2 separate regions of the Mus musculus genome follow, and region 1 is linked to region 2. Evidence: chromatin contacts called from public HiCAR-type data. All regions are on one chromosome and are shown on one strand. The core of a region is the stretch at or near the end of the contact, and the rest is flanking DNA. Distances in the headings are between cores, read along the strand shown. Region 1 has its middle 11 kb from the start of Gm34421. Region 2 overlaps Pbx1 (pre B cell leukemia homeobox 1).

What was found. HiCAR-type assays count read pairs that join an accessible place to other places.
Region 1: a contact with region 2 is called in a HiCAR-type map of astrocytes, with 2.9 times the contacts expected there. The contact joins two enhancer-like sites. A contact is called at or near these places in 1 of 484 Hi-C or Micro-C datasets (the C10 cell line) and 1 of 115 datasets of contacts at active chromatin or transcription factors (astrocytes).

What each region holds. Positions count from the first base shown.
Region 1 is chr1:169,240,133-169,247,006 of GRCm38.p6, forward strand. No RefSeq gene overlaps it. Among named protein-coding and RNA genes, the nearest start is that of Gm34421, 11 kb to the right of the region's middle. Within about 2 kb of position 2,554, at least 1 of the 459 cell types and tissues checked has an H3K27ac peak or open chromatin away from gene starts, as enhancers often do.
Region 2 is chr1:168,244,811-168,251,233 of GRCm38.p6, forward strand. The region is part of intron 2 of Pbx1 (pre B cell leukemia homeobox 1); the gene reads right to left. Among named protein-coding and RNA genes, the nearest start is that of Gm51671, 98 kb to the right of the region's middle. Within about 2 kb of position 2,326, at least 55 of the 459 cell types and tissues checked have an H3K27ac peak or open chromatin away from gene starts, as enhancers often do.

The DNA of each region.
Region 1 (6,874 bases), core at 1,304-3,803, 1.0 Mb after region 2:
CTTTACCTCATGTTGTGGTGACACCCCCCCAACCATAAAGTTATTTTCACTGCTACTTTATAACTGTAAGTTTGCTATGGTTAGGAATCTTTTTATTTTTATTTTTTATTTTTTTATTTTTTAGGGATAGAGGTTTGTCAAAGGAGTCACAGCTCACAAGTTGAAAGCTAATGCTTTAACTCTTCAGACAGACATGGAACCACTGGCAAAAGACTAATGAAAATGAAAAACACCCACCAGCTTGGAGTTAGCAGACACAACTCAAGAAAACACTTCTCTGATGAGTTTGGCCAAGTGGTGTCAGCTCAAAGGAAAGCAGTTAGCTACATCCATCGGCAAGGAGCTTTCCAGAAAGAAGGAAACTACAATTAGTTCCTCGGTCATATGACTCCAGCTTGCACAGGTGGAAGCCCTAGGTCTTGGCCAAATTCCAGTCTGGATAATTCTATCCCTCTCCTCATTATTCTGGCTTCAGCTCCACTGGGAGGGAGCATTGCCCTCCTTTCCTGTCCTAACATTTGGAAGCTGCCCTAGCTAGGAGAGAGACTACATTGAGTGCATTTTTTCCCCTTCTGGTTTCTAATGAGACTATTTTTCTTGTTAGACCAACTTCCAGATAGCTTATTTTTAGAATCTAGCCCCCAGACCTTTCCTAACCAGCCAGGTAAATTAGTGCATCATAAACCATAGTAATTGTGGGAACTGCTCTGTAGAGACTACAAAGGCAGAAGGGGGATTGCTGACATTTCAGGCAGACCACAGAGAATTCTAAAGTAGGCAGGCTACAACGGAGAATGTGGAAACTCATGAATACCTCCCAATCTAGAGAGAACATTATTTGAAAAATAAAATGCTGTAATAAGCAAACATAGTGTTTATAAGGCAAGGACTTTAATGCCTAATAACTGAAACCTTAAATTTTAAGAGCTAAGAATAAGTTATGTATGAGTTGGAGAGATAGTCTATAGACTGAGCTGAGGAACACTGTGTTTCTGTCCCTGGTTGCTTCTTCTTCTGACTTTGAAAACTCACCTTGTGAAACCGTGGTTTCCTTGCTTCTGCAACAAGCCTCTCCACTGTCTCTTAGGACAAAGTCTATCAGAAGAAGCTGAGGATTTAAATCCAAAGATCGAAGACCTGGGGAGATAGCTTTCTGGGTGAAAGGTTTATCTTTGAAGCATAACCTGTTAGATCCCCCCTGAAACCACATCAGAAAGCTGGTTGTGGAAACATACTTCTATTCCCAGCTTTGGAAAGACAGAGACATGTCAAGTCCCATGGCTCCTTGTCTAGCCACCTTCCCTACTTGGTAAGTTCTAGTCCAAAGAGAAACTTGTCTCTAAAAATAAGGTGGTTGGCTCCTGAGGAGTAACACCCACTGCTGTCACCTGCTAGCATCCACAGGGATTTAAGAATGTGTGTACACTAAATGTGAGTATGGTCTTGACTCTTCCCCGTAGTGGTAAAGAAAACTTAGAAAGACAATAAAGGTTTTTTTATTACACATTCATGGTATGATAACAAACTGGAGATTACTAGATTAATTAAAATACAGAATATTTAGTGGCATTTAGATTTAAAATGGAGAAAAATGAATATTAAATAAGACAGTGTATTAATTCTAGAATACTATTCTCTTGAAAACTAGAGTCATTTAATACAATGCTGTTTTCTGCAACTGAAACTTCTCCCACACCAAATACAGTCGATGAGGCAACTAGTACCCAATTGAGAAACTCAGATATCAAAAAACGAAATTATTTCTGATGAGGACCATTTAAGAAACAGCAGTATGTAACAATTGTTTAAGAATGCTAGGCATAGAATTAGAGACTTGCTCTCTCTTCCAAATCTTGAAAAACTTGAAATAACAGTAAGGGGTGAGGCTTAGCTTCCTAATCTGTGAAGTAGGACAACAATAGCTTCTTCACTGGCAGGGGATTAAATGAGGGCCCATGGTTATAAGGAGGACATAGTCCAAGTTCAAGTAACAACTAAGTGTTCAGGTCATTCCAGTGAGGGCCGTTCTTGTCTTCCTAAGTCTTTGATGACTTCCAGGTACAGTCCAGAGAGCTTCATTACTTTTCTTGTAGGAAACAACTTTCTTTGCTACCCATTTCACAAACTCAAGGATCCCAAAACTGAAAAGGTTGGTCAACTAGCAAGTGCATTTTCTTGAAAGTAACAGTGGGACTGTTAACCCTGGTGGCCTCCTGACTAGAACAGTAGATTAAACAAGAAAAAAAAAGGCATGTAGTAGTTGAAGGTCTGAATTCATTATGCATTCTGGGTTTTCAAAAATGTTTGTGTCCGAAATGAATGACAGGTGAACAACCCTTTTAGCCCATATTGTCCACAAAAGGAAAATTTTGACTGACAGCTCTGTTCATAATTCAACTTTTAGTAGAGTCCCCAAAGGACTTCCCGTTTGAGCATGTAGAGACTTCCTTCCAACACAAGGACACAATTGGAAGTGACAGAACTCAAACATGTGACAGTGTGGGATTAGGAATGAGGTCAAATAAAGAAGCAATGTTTAGATGGAAAAGAGGCACATGGGCTCTTATATCTGCTCTTTGCCTCAATTACCTGAGCCCTCAACTTGTTCACTCACAGTAGAATAAATATTTGTTTTGCAAACTTTAGTTATTTACCTGGAGAGTAATTCATTTGTGCCTTCCGATTTCAAAGGAAATTCCTTTCTCAACGTTTGTTCTTTGGTTCAGGTTTGAGCTCAAATGGAAAATACCCATCCAAGTGATAGCAATAGGGTCTGTTCCATTCTATAATCTCAAGCAGAACAGCCCGGACTAGAGGAGTCCCTGACCATGAGTAAAAGAACTCCTTTTCAATGGCCAAAGCTAACAACTAAAATCAGACACAAGGAAGTTGTCTCAAAACCACCCAAAGTAGAATTCATCACTTTATGACTCACAAGTCAATCTGGCCAGTTGCCTCTATTGTAATTAAAGTTGTATTGGAAAGTAGTGAAACATACTTATTTACATGTGGCTGCTCCATCCTACAACAGCCAACAGAGATGTTGCAACAGAGACCATGTGACATAAAAGCATAGAGTAGTTTTGGTCTCATAGGGAAAAAAAATTACACCACTTAACCTACAACTACTCAAATAGGCAGCAAACTTAGAAGTCCCATGAAGGGACTTAATCATCTTCTTAATATCAATCAGTGATTCATCTTGCAACACACACCAACATACAAAAATAGCATCCCCCCCAAAAAAATAGAAAAAAGAAAAAATCCTAAGAGTAAACAAACAAAAGAAAACAAAAACAACAAATACAAACACTTGGGACCCTGCAAATAAGAGAGATGACTAAATAAATCTGAATCTGTCTATTGGTCTTATTGATTCTATAACAAGGACCAGAAGACTCAGGTAAAGTTGGGAGTTCTAAGCTGGTTATTAACCAGGGTAAATAATTGGAGGCAACCTTGGTAGGTCATCCCTGTCCTCCATGGCCTTTGCATCTTCATGTCTAGGTAGCTGTCATTCTGTCCATCGCGTTTGATGTTGTTATGCATACTCCATTTGGTGCCTTTTGTAGAAAGGAGGAGATCTGTTTAAGGATCATTCAGCATCTTAATAAGTGCTTCATGAAGATTAAGTAGCAAGGGCATATAAAGAACAAATCACAGCCAGCGAACTTCATAGCTTTTTACAGCGTAATTTCAAAATTAGCAGATGAAAAGAAAGTGAGCGATCTTATATCGCTGCCATTTTGTAAAACACTTGAGACAGGATCACTCACAAAATGTAAGTGGCAAAGTTATTTTACATCAGCCTCTGTCAATTCAAAAAGGACTTCAATATCTCCATCCAGAGGGAAAGAAGACAGATGATAAAACGGCAGCCAGAAGAGTTTGGGCATAGAGGTGGCACTTCTGTGGTTATTAAATAATATCAGCATTGACCTTCAGTCGGGCACACTAAGGTCATGATCATCAAATATGTGGGAAATGCTCAAATATATAATAAAATCTTACAGAAGGTCAAGCAAACAGGAAAAATGAATTAAATAATGGTAGATATATGGATACAGTGACAGCAAATGACAACCTTTAGAGACAAGTAAGTAAGCCAAAAGCTGGCCACTGAAAGCAGCTATTCCAATTTCAGACATTAAAACTAACAGAACACCCAAATCATTGAACTAGAAGTTCAAGTTACTACAGTGACATATGGAAAATGTAAGGTTACTCATTCTGACCTCAACAATGAAAATGAAAAATTGTCATGGAAATGATGGCTTCACGGTTAAATAATAAAAGACAGCCATTCATGTATTTATGTGTTCGTTTGTGCATGCAAAACTTACTTGTGCCAGCTGCCTATTGTATGTTTAATACCCAGGAATAGAGTGAGCATGAATACTTCCCTCATGGAGCTCCCTTTTCTCCATCTATCTATCCATCTATCTATCTATCTATCTATCTATCTATCTATCTATCTGTCTGTCTCTCTCCTCCACATACACTTCTTTGGGAGCTGGTTAGTAGAAGGAAGTAAAGAAAGTAAAAAAACATGCAACATACCAATAAGCATGGAGAACAGACATGCCATGCTACACTGTATGGCAGATGAGGTTCTGAGAAATAGAATTCGACTGGGAAAAGGATGGTCAGGGAGAGGAACAAAATGGCAAGGATCCTAAAGTAGGAGCCTACTTGACACCTGGTGAACACAAGAAGGGACATGGGAAGACACCAAGAAAGAGTCTAGGAGGCACACTGAGTTAGGCATGTATCAGCAAAAGACAGTAGTATCTTATAGGTTGGGAAAGAACTAGCGTTTTATCTTTATTGAGATGGGAAACTTCTTATTAAAAGACCCTGGTTATCCTGAGCAACCAGATAGAAAGATGAAGTCCAGTTGGGATGTTACTACAGTTTTCAATTGAGAAGTATAGTGGTGTAGGAACAGGTAGATGAGAGCAGTGGTTGTGATGAAAATGGGTACACTATAGACATATTTGGAGGTGTTATCCTATGCGGTTATCACTGGTGTGGATGTGGGAAAGAGATGTGAATGAACCAAGATCTAGAGATGCTTTGCCAGATTTTGGCTTAGTGGGGATAAGCTATATTACTCTATACTGAATGAGAAAAACTGGGACAGATGAATGGAGAAAAGGCAACAAAAGAAAACCAAGAGTTTCAAATTATCCCAGTTTCACAAGTAGCAAGATGCCTACATCATGTACTTTAACTTGCTGTATCCAGACATTCTCCATCTTGGGACCCAAACAGGAATTGATGTTTATGCCATGACAACTAAGAATAAGGACTGACTGGCATTGTATCCAAGAAATTTTGAAAACCATGGACAGTGCCAAAATGCTCCTGCCTACACCATTAATATGTCAACAGTTGTATTTGTTGAAAATACTAGCTTTAAGAAAAAATTAGCAGCTGAGAATTGTTTGGTTCGTATCACTCTACATCAAAAAGCAGATGTAATGGGTCCCACTTAGGTAGGGGAAAAAAGAGCAGAGGAGGGTGCTGAAGGTGTTGATTTGTGTGCTCCATAGATTGATGAGTGGGTGGAAACCTATTGTTCTCTAATTCAGAACAAAAAGAGCAAAATAAATACTGAGAGACTGCAGCTTGTCATGATGAGCAGGTTAGTCACCTTCTTTTGGTAGATCTTTATCTGTTAAATGTAAGTTATCATTTGAATAACTTTTTCACTATTTGTATTTTCAATATTTTTAGAGAGAGAGGGTCTAGTTTCTGGCCTCTCCCACTCCTTTATCTCTTTTCTGGACACACTGACCACTAGACAAGGTGTGTGATGATGGATGAAAAGGATCTTATTCGAGACATTCAGTTAGGATGTAGGCTACAGCAATGATGAGGATTAGAACCACGAGAATGGGATCAAATCTACCCTCATTTCCAGCATGTCTTTGGAACCCTGGAGTCCTCCAAAGCTAAGAGCACTCTACACGGGCCCTCTGCAATGTGGAAGCTAGGCAGTATTCCTAACCTCTTTCCACAGGATTCTAGCAGTAATACCTCTGCCCCTTCCAGCTGTGGCAGCTAAAACCATCCCCAGACAAGAGCCAAATGTCCCCCCAGGGGACACAGGTGTCACTTGTGGAGAATCACTGCTCTAACATAAACAGGGCTAAGAAAATTGGCTTTCTCCTATGAATGAATCTCCACCCTCATGGCTCAGCACTGGATCTACTGACAATAGGATTTGCCCCTCAAATAAATTTCCTTTTATATAACTACGGGAGATATGGTTTAGCAGAGTCAACTGCTGCTCTACTCTTGCCTAATATTGGAGTCCAAATGCAGTAGTTTGGCCTAAATAACACCCAGCTAGGTGAAGGCTGAATCAAACAGTTAATATACAACTCTGTAAACTCAACTCTTATGGTGTTTTTCTCTCTCTCTTTCTCTCTCTCTCTCTCATCATTCTCTCTCTCTCTCTCTCTCTCTCTCTCTCTCTCTCTAAGTACACACTGTTATTGCTGTTGCTTTTATTTTTCTTTTGTTGTTGCTTTTGTTTTTGATTGGATTTGTTTTGTTTTAAGTATACACCATGGAAACCACCTCTAGCTTGCAAGGGAAAGGGGTAAAAAAAATCCCAACCCTGATGCCATTACTTAAATTGGCCCATTAAATATGAGCTGTGAGTGAAATACAGCTTTATTAAACAGATGAGATGGCATCAGGAATGATGAATCATGAGGTTTCTTTTTGGTATTACAATGGCATGCGACCTTTTAAACTTTAATCATTCACCTCAGAGTCTGAACTGTCGTCAGGTGTACAGGCTTCTTGCTGATTGCATTAACATGAGGCAGCTGGGGAGCTGTTGGTGACAATTCTCCACAGG
Region 2 (6,423 bases), core at 1,076-3,575:
CATATGACTTTCACGTTGCTGTTGACTGTGTTAGAAACTCTCTCAATCCCACAGTGCATCCTTTTGGTTTACATATCAAAAGCCTAAACGCAGATGTATCTTTGTACACAGAATCATAATGTATGTTACCCACATTTCCGTCCTCCATTTCCCCTTAAGCCTTGAACTTAGTGAGCCAAGAAATACACCAGGAATTATCCAATCTGTTTCCCTCTCGTGAGTCAAATCTACAGCAGTGATTTTCCCACTACATAAACTCCTATCTTGAACTATACAATTGATGTCATGCACTACCATAACCCTGTAGGTGACATTAGGCTATCTTGAGATCTTGAAGCCAAGTGCATCTTTTTAAAAATCGCAGCAGAGAGCAAGAAACTGCAAGTTAGAGCATATGTGCACAGCCTCTCTAGACACAAACCTGTAAATTATCTCTCAGAAAAGAAAAAAAGAAAGAAAGAAAGAAAGAAAGAAAGAAAGAAAGAAAGAAAGAAAGAAAGAAAGAAAGAAAGAAAGAAAACTTACAATTTTTAACATGTTTTGCGGTGCTCAAATTAAAATGAGCTTTTCCTTAACAGAAAAATTAAGCTTCTATCTCAGGCCGCTATTTTCCATAAGATTACAAAGGGAGAAAAAAAATCTAGAAAAGTCTTTTGTAGGAAAGACTTGGGGTTCATAGGACAATGTGCGTGCGGAGGGACAGCAGACCAGGTTTTGTGATCAGCCATCCCTGTGCACTGCCATTCATATGATATGACAATGATGGCTTACATCAAAAGCCACAGTGCAAATAATCCCCTTCTCCATGCCATCCACAGCAAAAGCCAGCCCCTAAAACCAGGGGCAGTGTGCCAGCATACACGCTCCTTAGATGCCAGCTCGCCTCTGTGCAATGGATGAAGCAAGGGAGCCTTTTCCCCTCTGAATTGGGTTTTTCAATGAATGCTGACTGGCACCAGGAGGCACCTTGGGCCCCCAGAGCCTTCTTAAAACCCTGGCAGCCTGCCAGAGGAGCTCCAACTTTGCAGCCCAGAGAAAGCCATGTTGGCAGCTTGTCAGGAGCCGGGGAGTTACATGGCGCCCTGGGGGTAATAATATTTTCCAGAACGCTCAAGCTAATAGTCCCATGATGGGCGATTGAAAGGACTGTAGGTATGCTCTTTCCTGTCCTCAGCCTTAGAGTTCTCATCCATCTCTGCAAAGTGCTGAAGCATGCCCTGCGACCTCTGTGGCAGTTAGGGACACCGCCCTTTGTTTTGTTTCATTTACTGTGTTCTATCCAAGCCCAGTCCGGCTTCTACTTATTACCATGCTTCAAATCCATTTTGTTGAGGAAAAAGATAATAAATGTTAATGTAGTTTGAAGCAGAGTGCACCTTTTATCTTTAAAGGAATAGAATTGTGTATCCATAAATGTATTGTTTAAATTCACCCAAGTTCTGTAGGATCTCTGGCTCGCGTAAATTGGATGACAAGGGATCTTCAGTCAGTTATGTTTCTTAGGGTAGCTGAGAGAAAGAGGGTAGATGGACAAGTTTCTTGTTCTTTTACCAAAGATCTGGTGAGAGGCAAGCTGTATCCCCTATGCCCAAATCCACCTTTAGTCTCTTAAAATCTTATCTCTAAAACTCTTAGTCTCGTCGGGATGGCTTTGACATTTTAACATCACGGTAGCTGGACAGTGATGTAATGTGAGGCTCTGTGTATTTTAATTGTTAGAAAGGCAAAGGCAGAATATCCAAGTACAGTGTTTTAAGCTTAAGAGAGAGCGAGAGAGAGAGAGAGAGCTCCCTAGTGTGTCACCATCCAGGTGTGTTGAGCTATTTCAAAGGTTGTGACATATGAGCACAACAGGCTGAAATCATCATGATGATGATAACAATAATAACAATAGCCCATAAACTCACGTGTGTTCATTTGTAATCTCTCCTTCTTTCCCTTTCTCTTTCCCACAGCACCCTCTATTTTAGAACAATAAACTGAATTTTAGCCACTCTAGCAAAACGTGGGTAGCCATGCCATGTGAATAGACAATAATAACTCTTCCAGTCCCTGCAATGCAACTGAACTGAAAGCCACATACAGGTTGATGCCAGTTTTACGTGTTGAAACAAACCAGTCACTCTTTCTCCCGCTAAGCAGTTAAATTAGAGAGTATTCAATTAATAACAGCTGAATATTCTGTCACATTTAGGAAGATGTATGGTAAGACAAGCGAGTTGTGATGTATCTGACAGAAATGATAAAGGCTCTCCCGACACAGTCTGGCAGATACTTGGCTCCTGCCGCGGCTCTTTCTCATGTTCTAAAACGTCAGCAGCACAGACCCAAGATCCAGCACTGGCTTCAAGGAAAGAAACATTCCAAAGTGAACAGGGAGGCCTTTGCCAAGTTCCCGAAAGGTGCCTTCTCTGCCTGTTTGCTAGGACCCATGTTCCTGTCCACAGGCCAGCAGGGCAGCAGGATTGACAGCCACAGGCACCAGTGCCCTGAACCCCCAGCCCTTGCTCAGTCTCCTCTGGCAGAGGTCAGTGTGTCCAGAGACCTGGCCACCCAGTAACCAAGGGGCTCCCTTTTTCCATTTGCACACTAAACAAGACGAAGAGCAATGACCTGGTCCCCAACGTGGTCAGGGTAATCCCTCCTGTCTTGGGCTCTTGCAGGCTGCCTGGGGGCCACCTTCTGAGAGCCAGAAAACTGCTCTCAGTACATTCCTGGCAGCTCCTGACCCTGAGCCTCTATTCACATTCCTTCACAAAACGGCCCAGGCTCAAATTGAAAAGGAAATAAAAGAGACCACAATAAAATTGCTAACATACGGAGTAACAGAGTGATCTGTGACACAATTCTGCTCCATGTTTTCCTTTCCCTTCAAGGACAGCTGGGCAGCCACTGAGGCCTGTGGACAAGGATCCATGATCATTTCCAATGTTCAGAGAGTCCAGCAACCACCAGGCAAGGGCTGTTGGCACTTAGGAATGGGTCTGCTTGCATGTCAAGGGACCAATGTGGTCCTACAAAACTCATTTCTACTGAAATGTCATCTTCTGAACTTGGGAAATAATGCACTAGAAACAATGATAAAGAGGTCTCAAGAAAGGAGAAGAGCCATTCACCAACACAGTCCCTCGAAAAGCAACTGCAACAACAAATACAGTAAGCAGACCACGGGAGGACCAATTCCTGTGGAGCATTATACTGGATGTGTTACATTGAGTTGGACTGGATGTGTTAAATAGACTAAGCAGCACTGGGTGAATCTATTCTCATGGAGCATTATACTGGATGTGTTAAATTGAGTTGCATCGCTCCAAACAAAAATCGTAAATTTGGATCCCCAGCACCCACATATCTATTACTGATGTGACAGTATGCACCCACAATCCTTGCACTGAAGGTGGGGTTAAAGGGGTGGGGTGGGGAGATGTTCACTGTTCATCCATGTTCACTGGCCAGCTAGTTTAGTCAATCAGCCAACTCCACACGTACCAAGAGATTCTGTTCCATAAAACAAGGTGGAGAGGGACAGAAGAAAGGGCATTCAATGTCATTCTGGCTCACCTGTACACAGATACACATGCACACACTCACTCACACATGCACACAATCAAATATGCAAGCACAAACACACACACACTGACACCCAGAATTGAAAAGGAAATCTCAGACACATCTTTTGCACTTTTTAAAAATTACTAGGCAATCTTTAAAAAAACAAAACGGAGAGAGTATACCAAGGGCCATTTTGTTTTACTCTCTGAGAGCATTTTGAGAGCAGAGATAAGACTGATATAGATGGTTGCATTTCCTGAAGAGTTAGGGTCATCTGGGCTCTTCTTTCATCATGTGCATCAGCAACACATTTCCAAACACAGAACTCAGCCACATTGGCAACGCCCCTACACCCATCTTCTGAGTCCATTTTAAAGAAGGTTTCTTTGCAAATTCCAGGGCAAAATATACATATGGACAAGTCTTTCCCTCCCCTCTTGAAGAGTAATTTATAAAATTGAAATTTATATTTCAGTTTATAGAATTGCTTCTAGGGGGTTGAAGACATATTTTCTCCCTCCCTCTCACCTTGCCCCCCCCCCACCGTGTGTGTGTGTGTGTGTGTGTGTGTGTGTGTGTATGTGCACATATGCAGCTGGGTATATATCTGTACACAGGCCAGAGGAGAACAGGGTCTATCAGTCTCTGCTTTATTCCTTAGAAATAGGGTCCGTCACTGAATCAGGAACTGGGCTGCAACCCTGAGCTCTCTGTCTGCCTCCTCAGAGCACTGAGGTTACACATGCACATATAACCATGTTTGTTGAGGACTTGATCTTAGGTCCTTATACCTGTACATGTAGAACCGTACCCCAGGGAGCCATTTCTTCCAGGCCCATATATTCTCTTAACAGAAAATACCCACAGAAATGTGTCTGGGTGGGGAAGGATCTCTTCTCTTCAACCGCACGACATGGCAAACACCACTCATCGGACCATAGCCATTTACCAAATCTCCACCGTGTCAACAATGACACTCAAGTTCTTTCATGTTCCATAAAAACCTTGATTATTGCCAACTTCCCCATCTACTTTACTAGCAAATACCTTGGATTAATAAAGTCCTCATGGTGCTTATGAGCAGAAAATCACTGTGTTCCCTAATCCACAGAGTGACACTGTGGGGTAACAGGCCCTAGCACTTAATTAGATTGTATAACTGTCATGAATTGGTGAGGTTTTGAATTTATATTTCAATTAATATTTAATAGAGCTTAATTAGCAATTCCCCCCTCTCCTCCACCCACATTCTGCATTCTCCCCTAATGTCTTATTTCTCCTATCTTTGCTCTGGAATGGCAATCCCTATCTCAGACTTTACAGAGGGAGGGGCACTAGGTGGCAGAGACCACTCACTCGCTGCTTCTTGGAGATGCTGTGAAAATCATGGGGCGAGATGGGTCACATTTGGAGGGTGGGGAGAGGTGAGAGTCTCTTAGAATAATCTAGTGTGGACAACACAGAAAGTTCTGGAAGAATCCTAACAGACAAACTTCCTGCCAGCTTCTAGAACTCCTGACTTTGGAGGGTCACGTTGGAAGTACCCACAGATCTGAAAAGCATAAAGCAGCCCCGAGTCATGCACAGGTATGGGCTTCACGGTTTTAGACAGTATTCTAAATATTTTGGCCTGGGGATCCATTTACAGGTTTAAAAATCAATACTTAGGGGCAGGAAGTTTGCCTCAGCATGTAAGAGCACTTGTGGCTTTTGCAAGACTTAAGGTCAGTCCCTTATGATGGCTCCTAACGAGTTGTTACTCCACATTCTGGAGATCCAACATTTACTGCTGACTTCCTCGGGAACCAGGCATTCATGTGGTACACATAGATATGTGCAGGCAGAACACTCATAAACAGAAAGAAAAAACCAAGAAATTTAAAAATTGATACTTAAATATTAAAAAAATGAGACTTCAATATTGAGAGAATGTTTACATAGGCTAGGCCTATTAATGCTTTGTTAAAAATCGGAGAGTAGGAAAATTTTGAATAGTTATTAATACATCCAAAATAAAATATCATTTTAACATACACAATACATTTTTATATAAACGGTATTTATAAAAACCAGCAGTAATGGTGGAATTGTTTCACAGTTTTGCAAGTCTCTGTTTTCTGACTTAATAGAAGACAGCTGGGTTCTCATTTCTGTCTCTTTAACCAATCCCTGGTCACTGGAAAAGTCTCTGTCTGTCTCTGTCTCCTCTCTCTCTCTCTCTGTCTCTCTGTCTCTCTCTTTCTCTCTCTCTCTGTCTCTCTGTCTCTGTCTCTGTCTCTGTCTCTGTCTCCCTCTCTCTCTCTCTCTCTCACACACACAAACACACATAGGAGAAAAGTCAATACTCTAATTAACATTATTATCAATACAGTGTTGACCTTGTGGTCTTCACAGGAAAGGCTCAGGAGATCCTGAGACGATATTTTGAGGACTGTTTTACTAGAGCTTTAAATAAAGACACAACACAATAGTCCTGATGCAGGTAATTCCTCTTCCCCCACCAATGCCTTGCTTCCTTGGGCTACCATTTTAAAAACAGGGGCTACACAAGACACTAGCTAGCAGTCACCATGGAAATTAATGTGAATACAGCCTTTCCATTCCTTATATATTAGTAACTTTCTAGTCTGAAAAATAAGAAACAATTGCTTAATAAAAAGACATCTAAAAGAAGGAAAGAAAAGAAAGATAATGATAGTCTTTCCCTAAATCTTCTGCAAGCTACATTTTGTTTTAGCATCCAGGTGCTCTGAAAAGCAGCTGCCTCCACTGAGGATGCTATCCAAGGGCGGAGGACCAGCAGGGGGATACCCTACTACTTCAGATCAATTTCATCTCATTCCCACGCAACAGGAAAAGCTTGCCCAGGCA